2 separate regions of the Drosophila melanogaster genome follow, and region 2 is linked to region 1. Evidence: chromatin contacts called from public Hi-C data. All regions are on one chromosome and are shown on one strand. The core of a region is the stretch at or near the end of the contact, and the rest is flanking DNA. Distances in the headings are between cores, read along the strand shown. Region 1 holds the start of hry (hairy). Region 2 holds the start of Cp16 (Chorion protein 16).

What was found. Hi-C and Micro-C count contacts between places; a contact is called where the count stands out from the background.
Region 2: a Hi-C map of the Kc167 cell line shows a contact between it and region 1, with 1.7 times the contacts expected there. A contact is called at or near these places in 13 of 107 Hi-C or Micro-C datasets (the Kc167 cell line, the S2 cell line, cellular blastoderm embryo and 3 more) and 1 of 7 datasets of targeted methods (the Kc167 cell line).

Annotation. Positions count from the first base shown.
Region 1 is chr3L:8,672,252-8,677,820 of dm6, reverse strand. It overlaps hry (hairy), which reads right to left and starts at 2,062. Exons shown (of 3, transcript NM_001014577.2): 1 at 1,473-2,062; 2 at 354-449; 3 at 1-216. The coding sequence starts at 1,571.
Region 2 is chr3L:8,729,172-8,734,740 of dm6, reverse strand. Cp16 (Chorion protein 16) reads right to left here and starts at 2,797. Exons shown (of 2, transcript NM_079257.3): 1 at 2,420-2,797; 2 at 2,142-2,285. The coding sequence starts at 2,750. The coding sequence ends at 2,200. Prm (Paramyosin) reads left to right here. Exons shown (of 9, transcript NM_079258.3): 8 at 1-501; 9 at 611-1,883. The coding sequence ends at 1,087. It overlaps Cp19 (Chorion protein 19), which reads right to left and starts at 4,876. Exons shown (of 2, transcript NM_079256.4): 1 at 4,819-4,876; 2 at 4,137-4,729. The coding sequence starts at 4,833. The coding sequence ends at 4,223.

The DNA.
Region 1 (5,569 bases), core at 813-3,312:
GCTCAGGTGCTGTAGCAGGCGACGACGCTGGGCGGGCTCGATGCCGGGAAAGCGGCTAACCTCGTTCACACAGTCGGCGAATCCGGCCTTGAATTTGTTCACAATCTTGGGATCGGCGGCCTGCTGCATGGCTGCCTGCTGGCGCTGCAGCTCCTGCAGATGCTTTACTGTCTTCTCCAGAATGTCGGCCTTTTCCAATTTGGAGTGGCGAGCCGGCTAAAAGTAGAGAGAGAAAATAATTTGGAAATTAGTCAATGATTTAAACTTTTAAAAAATATTTGAGATAATTTCAAATATGTAGTTTTTTTTATTTTATTTGTGGCTTTAAACTTATATTTTTGTCAGATACTTACGTCTTTTTTGGTGGCATCCAGAATCAGAGTCTTGAGTTCATTGAGACAGTTGTTAATACGGGCACGTCGGCGTTTCTCCATGATGGGCTTGTTCGACTGCAAGAGGCAAGAAATGGAAAAAAAAAACATCGATTAGTCACGGCTTTTGCACGGCTAATTTGACCTCATGCAACGACCCAAAAATAGAGGAAGCTGCATGGGTCTTCAATTGGATTGGAGGAGATCAAGGAGGAGGCGGCGTAGGTTGGGGAGCGGATTGACTGGCTGGCGGCCAAATTTAGTCGCACGGCGCGTGCTCTATTTATAGCGCCACTCGGCCGAGGCATTTATTTAAAAATAGTTTGGCGGTTATAAATTACAGGCAGTGGCTATAAATAAACCAACCAGGTATGAGCAAAAATAAAGAGAATGTGACAAGGTCAGAGCGGGAAATTCGAAGATGCCATAACTAGGTACATTATTATCTAGGGAGCACAAGTTGCCAAATTTGGACTCGCATGAAGTCAGTTTTTTTTTTTCTGGCCAACTCATTGAACCGGTGCCGTTCGAATGGCCAAAAACGGCGGCTGATGACCGACAATTGCAGCCACCACGCGACGCACGCGCCAAGTGGCAGCCAAATCCGAATCCGAGTCCGAATCTGGGGAGCTGGTGGGCAGCTACGCCAGCCAATTTTGGGCGGCACTCATGAATGGATGGAGCGTGTGTGTAGTCGGAGTAGTATGCCATATGCCATATAGTAAATGCCACCAACGCGACGCGAGATAAATTCGCTTTGTGTTGGCGCGCCGACGGCAGTTGCGGCCTTTTTTTGGTCTGGCTCAGAGTGTTTTTCTTTTTTCGTATTTTTATTCCCAGCCAGCCATGTGGGAGATGGCTAAAAAGGAAATGCATTTGGGCAGCGGGATTGATGGGGCCAGTCGCCCACAGTCGCGAATGGAAATCAACTTGAGCTCGAAGTGGGTGGCTCTCAATTAGGGGAATTCTCGGTTTGGTTCGCTTCAGTTAATCCACAGATTTCGGGGAACTAGAGGTTCTGATTTAATCCATTGACGGGGTTTTTTGTTTTTGGCTTTGGATTTTTTTTTTCGAGTCTTATTTTTCTCGAAAGAAACTTACCCGACGGTCACTTTTGAGCGGCGTCTCCTTGAGCTGGGCCGGCACAACGGCGGTGCCCAGAACGTTGGTCATGTTGGCTGCTGTTACGCCGGTAACCATTTCGGTCAGATATTGTTTGTTGAGTTTGAGGCACAGTTTGGTTTTCACTTGGCAGCAAATCTGAATTTGCTGCTCTTTGCAATATAAGTTCACTGCTTTTTTGCTTTTTTTAGAATAACTCAAGTTGTCAGTTTTTTTTTTTTTCAAGTTCACTTGGTGGTTTCACTTTCGCGCAGCGTCGCAGAGAAGCACGTAAAATGGTATTGTGTCTGGGGGGGTTCTCTAGATTTCGATTCGGTTTATCAAAGCGGAGCGATAGAACCGCACGCTACGAAATACGGCAGGCGAATGAGCAGCAGGTTCTGGCTGCAGTGCGATTAAAAGACCGAAACGACTCGGCACGAAGCAGAAGATCGATCGTTCGGCTTTCGGATGGTTGCGCTATATATATGTATGTATATATATATATAAGTATTTGCTTTACTGCGTCTGGATGTTGCGGAGCGTAGCGGGACTACCTTATCGCTGGGCTCTCGGCGGAAGACTGACGATTGATCGACAGGTTCGTAGGCTAAATCGCCGCTGCGAGACGCGAGCGCGAGCCACACGACCGCACCAATACAATTGCACTGGCATTGCGGCTACCTAGGGGTATACATTATGCGCTACCTGCTCGCTTCAGTGTGTGTGTGTGTGTGTGCGTGCTCACGCTTGTGAGCGGTACCTAAAGTACACACCGCGTTACTCATACGCCCCCGTGGCTCGCGGGAATGGGCATTTCTTCCTTTTTGGAAATCACACTGCGAAACCCCCATTGGTGATCGTCGGTCGGTCGGTCGATCAGCGATCGGTTTGGCTTGACTCTGCTGGGCTCTGCTAACTGAGGGATTCACAAGAGGCTGTGTTTCTGGCTGTGCTGTTGGTGATGGTCGCGGTGGTGTTGGTGTTGTTGCTGCTTCTGCGGTGGTTTCTGGTGGCTCGCCGTTCGTGGTTTGCTGATTCATGCGGCCAACGCGACGACGTCCCATAGAAGGTGAAAATAGCTGGCTATATGACGCCACCCCAGTGCGACAGGTTCGGTTTTTTGTGCTGTGTACTGTGTATCTGCGGCTCGGGGGTCGCTAAACAGTAAACAAGATCACAAGGTTGTGCGCACGCTAGGCGGAAGTGGGTGGTTGGGTGGTTGGGTGGTTGGGCGATCGGGCAGTGGGTGGTGGCTATAGTTATCCCCCTAGCATTTTCCAGACCAGTCTGTACAACCGACTCATTCAGCATGCCGTACGCCTCAATTAAGTGAAGGTCGCCCTTTTGGCTTTTGATCGATAGCCGCCAACGGGCTAAATGAAATGGAAATCGCTGTGGACAAGGCTGCGTGGATCACACGTGCTCCGCCGGACGCTTAGATTCAGCTTGATGGCTTCTACGTGCAGCGTTGGATTTTCACGTTTTTCATATATTATTTGTTGTTTTGTTTTGGAGTAATGATTTATCGAAGGTTGACTATAATTACGCGACACGCGGAATAGTCGGGCATCAGAAAACTAACCATTCATTAGCAGAATGAGAAGAGGGGCATTGCAGTGAAAACTGGGAATATTACAGTGAAAATGAAGCTTAAATTATATTGTTTATTTGGTAGTAAAAAGCCAAAGTGCGTCACACACATTTCGTTACAACCGAAAGTGATATTTTAAATAACTGCTTAAGCCATCTATTATTTACAAAATATGGGTTAAGTTTTAAGAAATGGTAATAACCATGTAATTAGTTTAACCAGGCTGAGCTCAGTAAAGGTAGATGACACATATTTAGGTTACACGATCTATAAAAGGAAATTACGTTATCTTTGACGTTTGTTCTTGGGAAATATTTTTAAAGCCTGACTTGGACTCTGACCACTGATTAGTGAAGTTATACCAAAACCACGAATCGTCAACAAAGTTACATTGGAATGAGTCAGTCAGGCTTTAAACATTCAAGTTGGCTAAAAACGGGTGTTTACAATATTTTTTTTATAGCGAAACCACCTGGCAGTGTTTTTATAGAAACTAATAAAGTTGACTCTAATGAAGATGAGTAAAAAAACGTTTAGAAGTTAATTTGATTTTACTACACTTAATTTCTGCTTAATAATTAAATGAAATTGAACTTAATCAACAATCACGTCTTACAAATATGCATATCTATCGATTCGTGAAAATACTCAAAAAGTTTGGGGAATTTCTGACATTTTTGACGGTTGTCTAAAGTGTTGTGCGTTTTGTGGTCGCCAGAGAAGGTTGTTATGCCGAGAACACATGCCCCAACAATATGGATACATATATATATAGACGGTAGTGGCGGACGTCGACAACACCTTCGCGTTCCAATTACAATTTGGCAGCCGATCAAAAGGCGGCCCGCCCGCGGTCAGCGTCGGCAGAGGCGTTGTCGGCGGCAGAGGCGGCACTTGTGCATGCCAATTTAATTGCAACGAAAAGCAAAAAAGAAAATAAACAAAAAAGAAAAAAAAACGAGAGGTCGGAAAACGTTGGCGGCGTTTTACATCATGCTAGCTGGCCAAAAACAGCCAAAGGTGTGGATGTATCTCACGGATACAACGCTAAAGATACAGTCACAGATACAGATACACTCGCAGTTGTTTGTGCGTTGAACGCCCAATTTGACGCCCCATTGTTGTTGTTGGCGGACCCGATCACATGCAGCTTCTAAAATAAACTGTGGCAAAAATTTATAGTCGAAAAGGCGCAAGCACACAAAAATGTGCGCATTGCTAATTGCGTCTAAAATTAGACAGCGCCAGATCCCCCAGATTCCCCATAAGCCCCGGGAGCCCTGATCACTGAAAACAAAACAAACACGTTGGTGGTACGATAAAGAACCCCTTGAAGGTATTTCGAATCATTTTGGACCATGTTGGTTAACTATTTAATAATCGTAAAGGCGTTGATAATAACATTATAGCATATGTATAATATTATAGGTATTATTATTTGCTTGTATTTTATAAGATCAATGAATTCAATTTGTGTGCCATTATCATTCAAAATGGTTATTCACTAGACTCAAAATACCATATAGTTTTGACTATTAAGTTTAAAATATACAGAAAATCTTATCTTAGATACTAACTATGTTGATATTATTTATATATAGTATCCATAAACTATACTATATATACTATACTATGTATACTGTTGATCGTAGGGCTCTTTTAACAGCAACGTTGCGAGTTTAACAGCGACAGAAACCCCCACGCGCCGCTTTTAACTTAGTAGGTCGGCAACAGCAGCATGTAACTGAAAATAACAGTACTTGGTGGGGGTAGGGGAGCAACTGTTAAGCCCGAGAGTGGGGCAAACAGGGAGAGAAAGAGAGAACATGCGGACGCTCCATGGCCGCGGCGAAAATAAATTTCTAGCCGCGCGCGCCACTCTCGCGATTAAAACGCCATAAAAATCGCCAACGCTGTTAAAAACGCGCGCCACATTTGAGCTATCCGCTGTTTGCAAATGCACTGCCCAAAAATTTTACATACAATTTTCTAAAGATTTCAGCATAAATTTGGTTGATGAATACAAAACAGTGATATAATGCTTCTGATTATATTATCATTCTACAATATATACAATACAATTTTCACATACTAATGACCCTTAAATAAAACATTAAAATTGGGCCTGAAATGATCTTAATTTTCTCTGAGTATGATGCTGTTGTTTTCGCAACTAATGGCGCTGTAAATTTTGGCAAACCTGAGTGGGTGGATCAGAGTGAGTGGGAGTTAGCAATCGCATTTGTTCCCCACATTGTGCAAAGTATTTTATTACTCATTAAGCGTAACGACGCATTTTGCCCAGAATTTTATTTTCGGCCAGGGAGGGTAATGTGAAAGGGGGTGGCGAGAGGTCGGTCGACGGTGGGTGGGGTTTTATTTGCGGCAGAAGGCTTAATTTTTCGACACAAACGTCAGCAAATACCCGACGACAGACATTCTAAATTTAGCAACAGGTAAAAAAACAATGCAAAAATACATTTTTCCCCTTCCTTCGAGGCTG
Region 2 (5,569 bases), core at 1,548-4,047, 56 kb before region 1:
CTGGAGATGTCGCTGGATGTGGCCAACAAGACCAACATCGATCTGCAGAAGGTGATCAAGAAGCAGTCGCTGCAGCTGACCGAACTGCAGGCCCACTACGAGGATGTCCAGCGCCAGTTGCAGGCCACCTTGGACCAGTATGCCGTTGCCCAGCGCCGTCTGGCCGGTCTCAATGGCGAGCTGGAGGAGGTGCGCTCGCACCTGGACAGCGCCAACCGTGCCAAGCGCACCGTGGAGCTGCAGTACGAGGAGGCTGCCTCCCGCATCAACGAACTGACCACCGCCAATGTCAGCCTCGTCTCCATCAAGTCCAAGCTGGAGCAGGAGCTCTCCGTGGTCGCCTCCGACTACGAGGAGGTGTCCAAGGAGCTGCGCATCAGCGACGAGCGCTACCAGAAGGTCCAGGTGGAGCTCAAGCATGTCGTCGAGCAGGTGCATGAGGAGCAGGAGCGCATCGTTAAGCTGGAGACCATCAAGAAGTCCTTGGAAGTCGAAGTCAAGGTGGGTGTTTGGGTTTTGGGACATCTATCTAACTAATATTTCATAGGGATAAAACTTACTACCTATCTGGTACTATATGACTCAACGAACCTTGCAATCTCTCCCGCAGAACTTGTCCATCCGCTTGGAGGAGGTCGAGCTGAACGCCGTCGCCGGCAGCAAGCGCATCATCAGCAAGCTGGAAGCCCGCATCCGCGATCTGGAGCTGGAGCTGGAGGAGGAGAAGCGCCGCCACGCCGAGACCATCAAGATTCTGCGCAAGAAGGAGCGCACCGTCAAGGAGGTGCTGGTGCAGTGCGAGGAGGACCAGAAGAACCTCATCCTGCTGCAGGACGCGCTGGACAAGTCCACTGCCAAGATCAACATCTACCGCCGCCAGCTGTCCGAGCAGGAGGGTGTCTCCCAGCAGACCACCACCCGTGTGCGCCGCTTCCAGCGCGAGCTGGAGGCTGCCGAGGATCGCGCCGACACCGCCGAGTCCAGCCTGAACATCATCCGCGCCAAGCACCGCACATTCGTCACCACCTCGACGGTGCCCGGATCCCAGGTGTACATCCAGGAGACCACAAGGACGATCACCGAATAGAGCCCCACGCTCCGCACCGAGATCATTTCATTATCAAACGCTAACCGAAGAACCGAACACAACCAATCCCGAACCCATGAAGAAGACCATCTGGCGGAGGGCAGAGTTCAGAGTGCAGGACGAGAACGAGAATTGCGTGAGAAAGTTTTTATAATTTAAATTTTTTTGTCAAACCCCCAAAACGCCGCGGCAGCGATTAGAACCCAGTGGACTTCGGCGGGGGCTCGTATAGGCTACACACTATAAATACATAACACTACACATCCTATCTATATAATAATAATACTATTTTGAAGTTCATGTAATTTAATTAAAATAATGAACCTGAAAAACCTAAAAACAAAATAAAAACAAACCAACGAAAACTTGGCAGAGTTTTGCTAGCGCTAGAGATATGATATATACCATATACCATATACCACATACGATATATAATACTTGTACGTAGAGAGATGAGAGAGATCAACCGAGTTGGCTGAACAATAACGTTTAATGGAAATGGAGCCCATTTGAACGAAAAGCACTAAAACTTAATAACTTGAAATGGAAATGATAATCGTCACCGAAATATCCCACTAAGCACGCCACCGCAGCATCGAGTTAACCGAGTTACAACCGCTTCTACTATTTGTTTTTAGTTCACTTTATGTTTAGTAGGTAAATTTCTGTGTGCTCGTAACGAATTTGAATTTTACATTAAATCAGCATCAACAAAACTGAGCAATTTTCACATTTTTTACTTTGTATCTTGCAATAAAAACGAAATTCTATTCATAATAATAACAATAAGAAATTGTAAGTGAAATTCGGTTTTACTAATGGGGGGGTCTTCAAGATTTCAAGAAATGGTGTAGCTGCGAACCTTAGTGGACTTCAAGTAATGAAGTTTGGCATAGCCAACTCAAAGTTTTTGAAGTTTTTTTTTTAGCCATCTAAAGTTTCATGGCATTCAAAAATAGGCAGAAGTTGTCGGAGTAAACAAACATTCTCATTTGCAAATAAAGATTCGCTCAAGTTTGGTTTCCCAGCCCAATAAATGAATTTCCATTGATTTATATTGCTTTAAGCTATCACTATTTATTAACACTTTTGGAGCTATACAATCCAAGCTCTTAGATGGCCACAACACCCAGTTTGGCGTCGGTCTTCAGGTACGCATTCTCGCCGTAAGATCCGCCGTATTGGCTCTTCTTGAAGACTGAAAGGTAGAGAAGATACAAAAGAAGGTAAGTCTGGGTGGCAAAGCGGTGCTATGAAGTCAATCCAAAATCATAGGATAAACAATATTATCCAGTTAAGAACTCCATGTTGTAGCTTAGTTTAGGAACCCACCTGGATCGACCTCAGCCACGAAGGAGCGTGGTGGCAGAGCAGCAGCGTATAGCGGGTCCAGAGGGCCGTAGGGCTTGGCCAAAAGTGGGCGACCCTGCTCCCATCCATAACGGTTGAGGGAATTCCAGTCAGCACCGTCCAGCTTGGCGGCGGAGGCAGCTGCTCCGGCAGCGTTGGTCAGGGCAGAAGCCTGAGCCTCGGCGGTCTCAGCGGCCTTAACCACATCGCCGTAGCTGGCTCCGTATCCGGATCCGCCGTAGTTGGGGCGATTGGCCACAGCCAGGGCGACGCAGCAGGCCATCAGGCAGAGAAGACGTAGGGTGGCGGACATTTTTTTTTGGTGGTGGTGCGAGGAACGGACTGTTTCGAAAACTAATTAACCAGAGCGTGTGTCCAAATTGCTTTTATAGCAACACCATTTGAGCTGCTCCGCGATTTGTGAGCTCACCAGACGTGACCAAACCACCTCGATGACCAGTCACTTTCGGGGGGCCGCCACTGGCAGCATCTCCAGCCCCCTCCGTCCCCTCCGGCCCAGGGCGATAAGGCCACGGGATCGTCTCCAATTTCTATGCTCATTGAAATTGCGCGCCAAATTGCGGCACTGCCACAACCCCGGGAACCCCGAGAAGCTGCTCCATTGATAGCGACTTCCCCCTGCTCGGCACGCTCTGTTCGCTTCTGGTGTGTGCGGTATCGGGGCTTTGGCCGTACTCCACGGCGATCCGGCCCATGCACGCATCGGAAATCGGGCCAACTGGGGTTAAGCCACCGATCAATGAACACTAACCGGAACCAGCGACGTACGAAAGTCTTTGGACGTCGGGCAAACTCTAGTTTTAAAGCTGAACAATGTTTTTGAAAAGTTTGTGGATCGTAAACTCAGTTCTATGAATTTATTTAAAAATGGACAAAAATGTGCATAGCAACAAAGTGGATTATTACGTCAATATTCTAAGTTATGTTTCAAATAGATTGGCATTTAAGTTATGCCTTTTTATTAGAATTTCATTCTTATATTTATTTTAATGTAATATTACAATGTTGCTAAATACCAAATTTTAAGCTGTTTTACTGAAAAACGTCGTACGGTTAGTTAGTAATAATATTAAACTTTATTTATATTTCGGCTTAACACAAAACATAAATTCACTTTTACGAAAAATTAAAATTATTCAAACAGACAAAACCTCTACACACATGGTTTTAATTTCAACGACAAGTTTTCCCAAGAATTGTGCCGCACTCGATGCCAGAATTCTTGCCGTGATTCACCGCTCGACTCGAATGTCAAGCGATGGCCAGCAACATTGAAGCTCTTGGCCAAGAGTTTGGCCCCAAACAAGTCAGCAGATGCGATTGCTTACCAGCCAGAATACAGAAAATATGAAAATGAGCGCGGCAATCGGCAAACACGGCGAACTGTGGCGCTTTCTGGCCTCAAGATTATTGACTGACTGACACAATAAATAATTGACTGTTTATGGCTTGCTGAGTGATTTGCGAGCGAACCGGAGCAAGCAAATCCGGAGCACGTTTCCGCCGAGCCACTCAAAGACATTCCCGGTGGCGACTGCAATCAAATGAACAATGCTCCACCCGCTCTGAACAGCTGCTGCAGCTGCATTTGAGCTCGAAAGACCCGAAAATTTGTTTTCTCATAGATATACAAAAAAATACCTAAAAGCCCCGAAAAATATATATTCCAAATATGATTATGATTTTTTCTTGTTGTTTATTATGTACACGATCAGGCTGAGATCAAGTATCCGCCAGGTTGGCTGGGGATAATCAAGTATGCGCTTAGTAGCCGCTGCTGCGGGGTGCAGAGTACTGGCTAACGTACTGGTTGCCATACTGGTTCTCTGGGACGAAAAGCTTGGCCACTGGAGCAGCAGGGCGGATGGGCAGGATCACCTTGCTGTACTCCGGGGGCGAGACGTAAGCCTTGTAGTTGTTCTGGCCGGGGTACAGGAGGGTGGCACCGGCGGGCTGGACAGTCCAACGGGGTCCGTAGCCGGCACGACGGTAGTTGCCACCGTTGTAGCCACGTCGCTCACCGCCATATCCACCGCTGACCTGGATGGGACGCAGGATCTCGGGGGCATAGCTGCCGCGGTAACCGCCGGCGATGATCTCCACGGGGCGCTCATAACGCTGCTGACCCTCGGCTCCAGCAGCAGCTGCTGAGCTGGCGGCGGAGGCGGCGGAGCTATCCTGACCGTAAGATCGCTGTCCGTAGCTCTGCTGGCCACCGTAGTTGGCGTAGCAGCTGCCCACGATGCAGGCGCAGAAGATGACTGCCAGAGTCTGGAAAATCAGGAAAACTTTCAGTTAGCATAAGTCCGGAAAATGAAAGAGCGGCAGGGAATACGGAAGCGGTTCTCAGGGACACTTACAGCGAACTTGTTCATGGCTATGATGTATGGGTTTTGGCACAGTTGGCTGAATTAACATATTAAATGGCCAAGCACACTTCTTTATATAAGCAAATTTATTGTTGCACTCGAAACGTGATCTCGCCCAGAAATTTATCACGGCTCAAGAGCTGGCTTCGTCGTCTCTTCTCGGCCAGTTTGTTGGGGAACTTTCTGTGGATTTCTAGCTTTTCCTAGCCAGATATCGGGGCTCCACGTTGAGCTCGTTTCGGCTCGAGCAGGTTGCTCACCGCAGCGTATCGTATCGCCTCCATTCGCCGGTTGACCTTCGTTGGGGGTGGCAGATGCAGATGCTCCCAACTGAGGCCCAAAATCAATGGTTGCATTTGGGTGCGTGCGGGAACGCAAGCGGGTTAATGGGATAACGGGCCAACGACTGACCAATGGTTATTGGATATGGATTTTATAATATTATCTATACCTTCAAGTAAACAGAACAAACCAAATTTTAACGATAAAACATAACTTCAGAGTCTATGCCTTTATGCACATTGGCAAATATGTTATTGTAATATATATAGCCCTTTGTTTGATTATACAATTTAAGATGTTCGTCTAAGAATCTATTAGTGAAACTAAGGGTTTCATAGGTGACTAAATTCTTGAGTCACTGAAGCTTAACCTGTCGACTTTGTAGCTTAAAGTGCAATAGTACTTCTATATAGTATTGTACAATCTGCCGCAGTGAATATTCTAGCTGCCCCACTTTGAA